Linked DNA regions of Mus musculus: region 1 is linked to region 2. A link is a contact called in public Micro-C data. All regions are on one chromosome and are shown on one strand. The core of a region is the stretch at or near the end of the contact, and the rest is flanking DNA. Distances in the headings are between cores, read along the strand shown. Region 1 holds the start of Ddx4 (DEAD box helicase 4). Region 2 has its middle 24 kb from the start of Il6st.

What was found. A called contact is a pair of places that touch in the nucleus more often than the background predicts.
Region 1: a Micro-C map of embryonic stem cells shows a contact between it and region 2, with 3 times the contacts expected there. The contact joins the promoter of Ddx4 here to the enhancer-like site in region 2. A contact is called at or near these places in 7 of 39 promoter capture datasets (3T3-L1-derived adipocytes, embryonic stem cells, hippocampal neurons and 3 more), 2 of 484 Hi-C or Micro-C datasets (embryonic stem cells and pre-B cells), 1 of 115 datasets of contacts at active chromatin or transcription factors (bone marrow-derived macrophages) and 1 of 9 other capture datasets (pancreatic islet).

The regions. Positions count from the first base shown.
Region 1 is chr13:112,651,006-112,654,457 of GRCm38.p6, forward strand. Ddx4 (DEAD box helicase 4) reads right to left here and starts at 1,305. Exons shown (of 22, transcript NM_001145885.1): 1 at 1,271-1,305; 2 at 327-413. The coding sequence starts at 398.
Region 2 is chr13:112,438,102-112,441,394 of GRCm38.p6, forward strand. No RefSeq gene overlaps it. Among named protein-coding and RNA genes, the nearest start is that of Il6st, 24 kb to the right of the region's middle. Within about 2 kb of position 2,025, at least 185 of the 459 cell types and tissues checked have an H3K27ac peak or open chromatin away from gene starts, as enhancers often do. A contact at or near this core is called in bone marrow-derived macrophages, embryonic stem cells, liver and 2 more, where this site is marked.

The sequences.
Region 1 (3,452 bases), core at 55-2,554, 210 kb after region 2:
GTACCACCCAAAATCAAATCACTACTTTCAATATTTTCTATATACAACTTATCTGTCAAGACTTTCAAACAGAATTGTACAAATCTGTGTTCGCCTCTAAGTCTCAAATCATTGCGATTTGAATTACACTGGTAGTACAGCTTTTGCTTGTTACTATCAAATTCCAACTGGAAGCTCAGCCTGCCTTTCTCATTCCCCATAAAAGATAGGTAAAAAAATCACATGCAGATAAACACTGAAACAGGCTATAAAAATTTACAACTTCCTCACCAGTTTATTAACTGATAAAAATCCACACCTTTTAATAACTCTGTAAGTTGTATTACCTTCTCAAATACAGGAACATAGGAAGACACGTGAGGTTTGAGTATTTCTGCCTCCCAATCTTCATCTCCCATGATAGCTTCAGGTTCCTAAAAAAAAAAAAAAAAAAAAAAAAAAAAAAAGAAGAAGAAAAGATACTTTTGACCATGCACACATCAGAATTGCTATCTTTCAACTATGGGGCTGTGCTCTAGGTCAAAGACATAGTAAATGAAGCATTAGGGTTCGCGACCACCACATTTATATATATATATAAATATATTTTTGTCCCTTCTCACCACGTGCAACTACTAAACTAACCACCCCCCCAAAGCCTTTACCGTCTTGCCTAAGGGTGATCTTTATAGCCAGCACTTTTATGTTTCATAGGCTTGGTGAATCAAGCAATTCAAGCAATCCCCACATTCCCAGGGGTGCCAATTTGCCCCCCAAAATCTGTTGGTTCTGCCCGAAAGGATTCCCAAATGGCTTTCTGCGTATGAGGTGGGCGGGTGGTTTCTGAGATAATATTCAAGGTATTTCCCACTGTGGCCCCGCCATGGTACACAGGATGTTGGTAGACAGGATGTTGAGGCCTTGGAGGCTTAGGGGGGCGGGGAAATTGTCCTGAGTCGGGCCCCCCAATTCCTTCGCCGTAGGGCCAAGCGCTTCCCGAGCACCGCCAACACCGTTTCTTCGGAGAAATGGCCGCCCAGGCGCTGAGCTGCAGGTTTCCCTGGGCCTCCCTCCCCTGCAGGCCTCAGGCCTTCACACCCGCGCTCCGCTCCGCACGAAGCCACGGGGCGGCGGCGGCGGGAAGGCCCCAGCGGGCCGACCTCAAGGCCCACCACCCCGGCAGGCCCACGGGCGCAGCCTCCGGCCGGCGTCTGCCCACAAGGCCAGCGGGGCCTGGCGAGGGCGGCCAGGGCCAGGCTTGGAAGGCAGAGGAGGCCGCCGGCCCACTCACCTCTCCGCTCCAGGCTCCCCGGGCTCCTCGCGGCCGGCCGACGCGGCTTAAACGGCTGCACGTGCGGGCGGACGCCGGGACGCCGACTGCGTCATTGGCGCGGGGACAACAAATAGCATCAGGCGACCGGGCCCGCCAGCCAATCAGCGGCCGCGGCGCGCGACTTCCCGCCCCATGGACGGACGGCCTGCGCGTTCTCCACCTTTGTTGAGGCCGAGGCCGAGGCCGAGGCAGGGAGGCCTCTTGGCTCCATGGCCTGTGAGGCCTGTGGGAGTGAGCTGATCCCCGGGGCTGCCACGCACGACATCCCGTTTCTCTCTCCAAGGGCTCATCAATTCCATTGTGTTCATTCAAAAGTTAAAATAGATATATAAATAAATAAAAATAAAAATCTGGGGCTCGGGGAGGCAGAGGCAGGCAAATCCCTGGGTGGAGGCCAGCCTGGTCTACAGAGCAAACTTCAGGACAGTCAGGGCTACACAGAGAAACCCTGTCTGGAGAAAAACCAAAGGGGTGGAACATCTAATTGCTTTCTCTCCCAGCCGTTCCAGCCTCCTCTTGACCTCCCAAAGTGCCAGGCTTGGCCATTCTGAGTCTGAACGTCTCAAGTGCTCTCTTTGTATCTGAGAAATGCACTTCACTCCTCTACTAAAACCAACTAGAAGCAATGCTTCTCCTCTCCATAAAAAGGGCAAGGATGAGACTCCATCTTGAAGTTGTCAAGAAAGCCAGTCTGTAAAAAGAAAACCGAAGAGAGGAAGACTTGGTCTGTTTGCCAAGGCCTGGATTTGTGGTGAACCTGTTTACAATTCTGAGGGCACCGGCCAGTTCAGCTCATTAAGTAGATGTTCACATTCTGCCTGCTCCTCACCTCTTTCAAGAAGGAAAATTCCATCCGTGGTTTTCCTAGTACCCGCCAAAGGGATCACAATCAAATATATGTAAAGCATGTTCTTGTTTTTATTTTCACTTCCATCGCTTTCCTTTCCCTGGATTTTTGAAGAAGTTCTAGATATCTCAGTCTGGAACTTAAAGATGAGGAACTCCAGCTTTCTAGAGCCACCTTTCTGTTTCAGCACCAAAAACACACTAGCATTTATACAGTGAGCACTGTAGTCGCCCAGGCTATTAAGGTGAATTGCTTTTAAAAGTCACATTTAACAAAGGACAAAACACAGTATACTTTAACAGAACTGTCATTTAAAATGTGGACAAACTTCCTAAAATGAACCTATTTTTAAACGTATATTCTTTGCTGTGCATTTTTGGAGTGACCAGGTAGGTTCACTTGCTAGGTCCAGTGGCCCATTCCTGTAACCATTACTTGGAAGATAAAGGCAGGAGGATCAGGACCTCAGTGCATAGCTAATTCAAGGTCAACCTATGTAACATAACACTTAGGCTCAAAAGCCAGAACTAAATAATAATAAAGCAAAGACAGGTGACATGTACCTGGCAACCTGAGAACTTGAGTTTGATCCCTGAGGTCCGAGTAAGGGAAGGAAAGAACTGACTTCTACAACTTATCCACTGACACACACACACACACACACACACACACACACTCACCCCGTCTCTGTCTTACACACACACTCATGTTCTGATTTAACAAACACACCGACACACACACACACACCTGCTCCCATCCTCTCTCTCACACACACACACCACAGAATAAATAAATGTAATAATAACATTTTTTAAAATAAAGACTAGAAGGTTGAAGCTTTTGAATGGGGAGGACATCACTAGAGTTTGGCTGAGAATTCATTGAGTGCAGGTCAGGGAGGAGAACAACAATAAGTGTCTAAGGTATGTTACCACAATTTTTTTCCAAATATAAAGAGAAAATAGGAACTATGCAATAGGAAATCTAGCAAACACTTAACTACATGACGAGTTCACAGCTCTCTTCTTGTTACCTATAACTATTGTCTTAGTCAAGGTTTCTATTCCAGGACAAAACATCATGACCACTGAGCAAATTGGGGAGGAAAGGGTTTATTCAGCTTACACTTTCCACATTGCTGTTCATCACCAAAGGAAGTCAGGACTGGAACTCAAGCAGGTCAGGAGCAGGAGCTGATGCAGAGGCCATGGAGGGATGTTCCTTACTGGCTTGCTCAGCCTGCTCTCTTATAGAACCAAGACTACCAGCCCAGAGATGGTCCTACCCACAAGG
Region 2 (3,293 bases), core at 775-3,274:
TCGTCACGTCCTGTGAAAACACTTAAGATCAGAACTCTGGAGTCTGAGCAGAGGTGCCAAAGTCAGTGTTCATTGACACCGTGTGGTGTGGCAACAGGCACAGGGCAGAATACACACTTTGCATGCTCAGAGCCAAGGCTGCAGCGAAGCCACATGATGCCCCTCAGGCGCGTGCCACCAGCCACCAGCGACAGCAACACCGTGAACTTACTACATGTTTGATTTCGAATTAGTTTTTGGTGGCTGCATGTTCAGAAACCTTGCATTGTTCCCAAAATTTTGGGGACGACTGACCTCTGGTCACATGACCGCAGATGAGGTCACAACCTATAGTTAGAGAAGCTCAGCTTTAGTTCATAGTCCCGTTGGCAGAATAATTTGATATTAGGCAACTGTGATTGGAAGGTTGTCTGTGCAACATGAATGAAGGTCCTGAGCTGATACGAAGAAGAAGAGAGTAATGGGTGAGTTTGCATTATAGTAACTCATTCTTGTGGTGACTGGTCTAGCCACGTGAGACTCGCTCTAGTTCACAGAGGTCTAATTTAGTCTAGAGAGATATAACTCAGTCTCTTGAGAAAAGACAGAAACTTGCTTGTGAGCTCGATGCTCCATGACTTCATCACCTAGAAAATGCCCCACCCCCGACCTTGACACATTAAGGAATCAAGATTCGGCATGAACAAACCTCAGTACCTTCTTTTATGACCGTGGTCTTCTAGAAAATTCTCACTTGATCCTAAAAGTAAACTAGATATTTCTCCAAGTGTCTGTTATCTAGGTTTTTTAAGGCTTTCTCTCTAAAAGTCATGTGCTACCAGATGAGAGAAATAAGTGCTCTTTACCACCACCATGCTAGGGATGGCAGCCTTGGCCGAACCCAAACTTCTAACCAACCCTATCAAACTTCAAACGTCAGGCTTGCAAGTCAAGTCATCCTGGATTGTCCAGCCCTGCCTGTCCTGCTGATGGATACCAGGAAAAGTTTATCAGATCGTTAATTGCTAGGAGGGCCCAGCGCACCAAATTCCATGGGCATGTGGTCGTTGGCTGTATAAGAAAGCCAGCTAAGCATGCGCCTGAGAGATCCAGCCAGCAAGCACTTTTTGTCCACGTTTCAAGTTTCTACTTGAGTCCTCTTCCTGACTCCCCAAAAGGATGGGCTGTAACCTGTAAGCAGAAATGCATCCTCCCCGCCCCCACCCCACCCCCACTGAATTGCTTTGAATCAGAATGCTGTCTCATAGCAACCGAAAGAAAACCAGAGTTAACAGTCTAAAACAGGAATTTTTGTGACCTCCATGTGTGGTTCCAGGGATTCAGGAATTCAGAAGGAAGCAACAATTCCAACCACTCTAGAGTCGCCATCCCCGAAGGCAAAGAGACTTACTAAGTGGGCAGATAACCGAGATTATCATAGATGATTGCAAATTCCCTGAAGAAAAGAAACAGGATGTGCTGAGAGCGGCCAGGATCAAGATACAGATAACAGAAAGGAAGCCTGGGTGCCACCAGCTGCACACACGTGCTAAGAGAGAGGGAAAGAGGAAACTGCAATCTAGAAGCCCCCGGGGTTGAAGCGCTCTTGCTATGTTATAGGGAAGGGAAACGCACGAGCCTGGAAGAAATAACAAAGAATCAGTAGAAGAGGGAGTGGAAAGGACAGACTCCAGGCCAGGCAGAGCTGGAGTTTTATTCCAACTACTAGAGTTCTGAAAGTCTTCATTAAAGAAGTGCATCCCGGTTTACATTAAACATTAATCTGCGAACTTAATAGAAGAGGAAGCGGCATTCAGGAAGCTATTAGAAGAGCCGTTAGTGAGAGTTGCTGTGGATAACAGGGAAGATGGAGAAGTCACGGTCTGACTTCTCAGAGAGATGAATAAGTTCTCACTGGGGTGAGCCGCTACTTTGCAACTTTTCTCTCCCAAATAGAGGATGTGGGCGTGGCCCTTGCCCCAGTAAGCGAGGAGGGGGCGTGGCCCTTGCCCCAGTAAGTGAGGAGGGGGCGTGGCCCTTGCCCCAGTAAGTGCTGAGGAAGACAAAGACGGTGGCTTAGGCAGAGAGAAGGGGAACTGGGTGAGCAAAGGTGGCAGATCACTGACCACAAAAAATCAGTTCAGCCCACAGCTATCTTGGGCAAGCTCCTGGCCGGGGACCAGGACAGAAGAAACAGTGCAGCCCCAGGCATTTCCTTCAGCCCTTCCCAGATAGGCAACAACTCCTACTCCGCCCTCCTTTGTCTCAGCCTTTACATTGGTTAACTCTTTTTGTTGAAGGATCCAGAGGGGAATGAGTGATTTTGCATTTTTTATGCATTTCAGCAACAACCAGTATCCCCGGAACAGAAATGAGATAGAACGGTTTGGAAGAGTTTAGATCACTACCAGGTTATCCAGATTATCCACTTAGAAAACCCAGCCGCTCCAGTTATAAAGCTTTTGGTAATACAAAGAAAGTTACACAGTACACAGTAATACAAAATATGCAGTAACTAATACGTGTATCATATATGAGTGTTTTAGTTAGGGTTCTATTGCTGTAAAGAGAGCTCATGGCCACGGCAACTCTTATAAAGAAAAGCATTCAACTGGGTCTGGCTTTTAGTTCCGAGTTTAGGCCACTATCATCGTGGCGGGAAGCACGGTGACAGACGTGGTGCTGGAGGAGTTGAGAATTCTACATCTGAATCCACAGGCAGTAGGAAAAGACAATGAACCACTCGGCCTGCCTTAAACTTCTAAGGTCTCAAAGCCCACCCCCCAGTGACACATTTCCTCTAACAAAGCTATACCTACTTCAACAAGGCTACACCTAATAGTGTCTCTCCCTATGAGCCTGTGGGGGCCATTTTTGTTAGCATTCCTTCTAGGCTTTGCCCTACAGTTACTGGGCAACAGTCAGGTGTGTCTGACTCACTATAAAACCGGCTGTTTGTCTCCTCCTCACTCGTCCTCTCTTCCCTGTCCCTACTCCCTTTCTCTCCCCTTCCCATCCCCCCGCCCCCCTGTGCCTCCCCCCCCCCCATTTCTACTCCTCTTCAACTCCCCTTCTCATGCCCTAACTAAACTCTATTCCATACTCTATTCCATACTCTATCCACCGTATTTCTAGTCCCTCAGAGGAAAGAGTTGTCTTAGCATGGACCCCCAGAGGCACCCCCTTCCACCTCACCATACCTAGCTTCTACCAAACATGTCCTGGCTCGCTCTTGCTCTTCCTTCCTTCCTTCCTTCCTTCCTTCCTTTCTTTCTTTCTTTCTTTCTTTCTTTCTTTCTTTCTTTCTTTCTTTC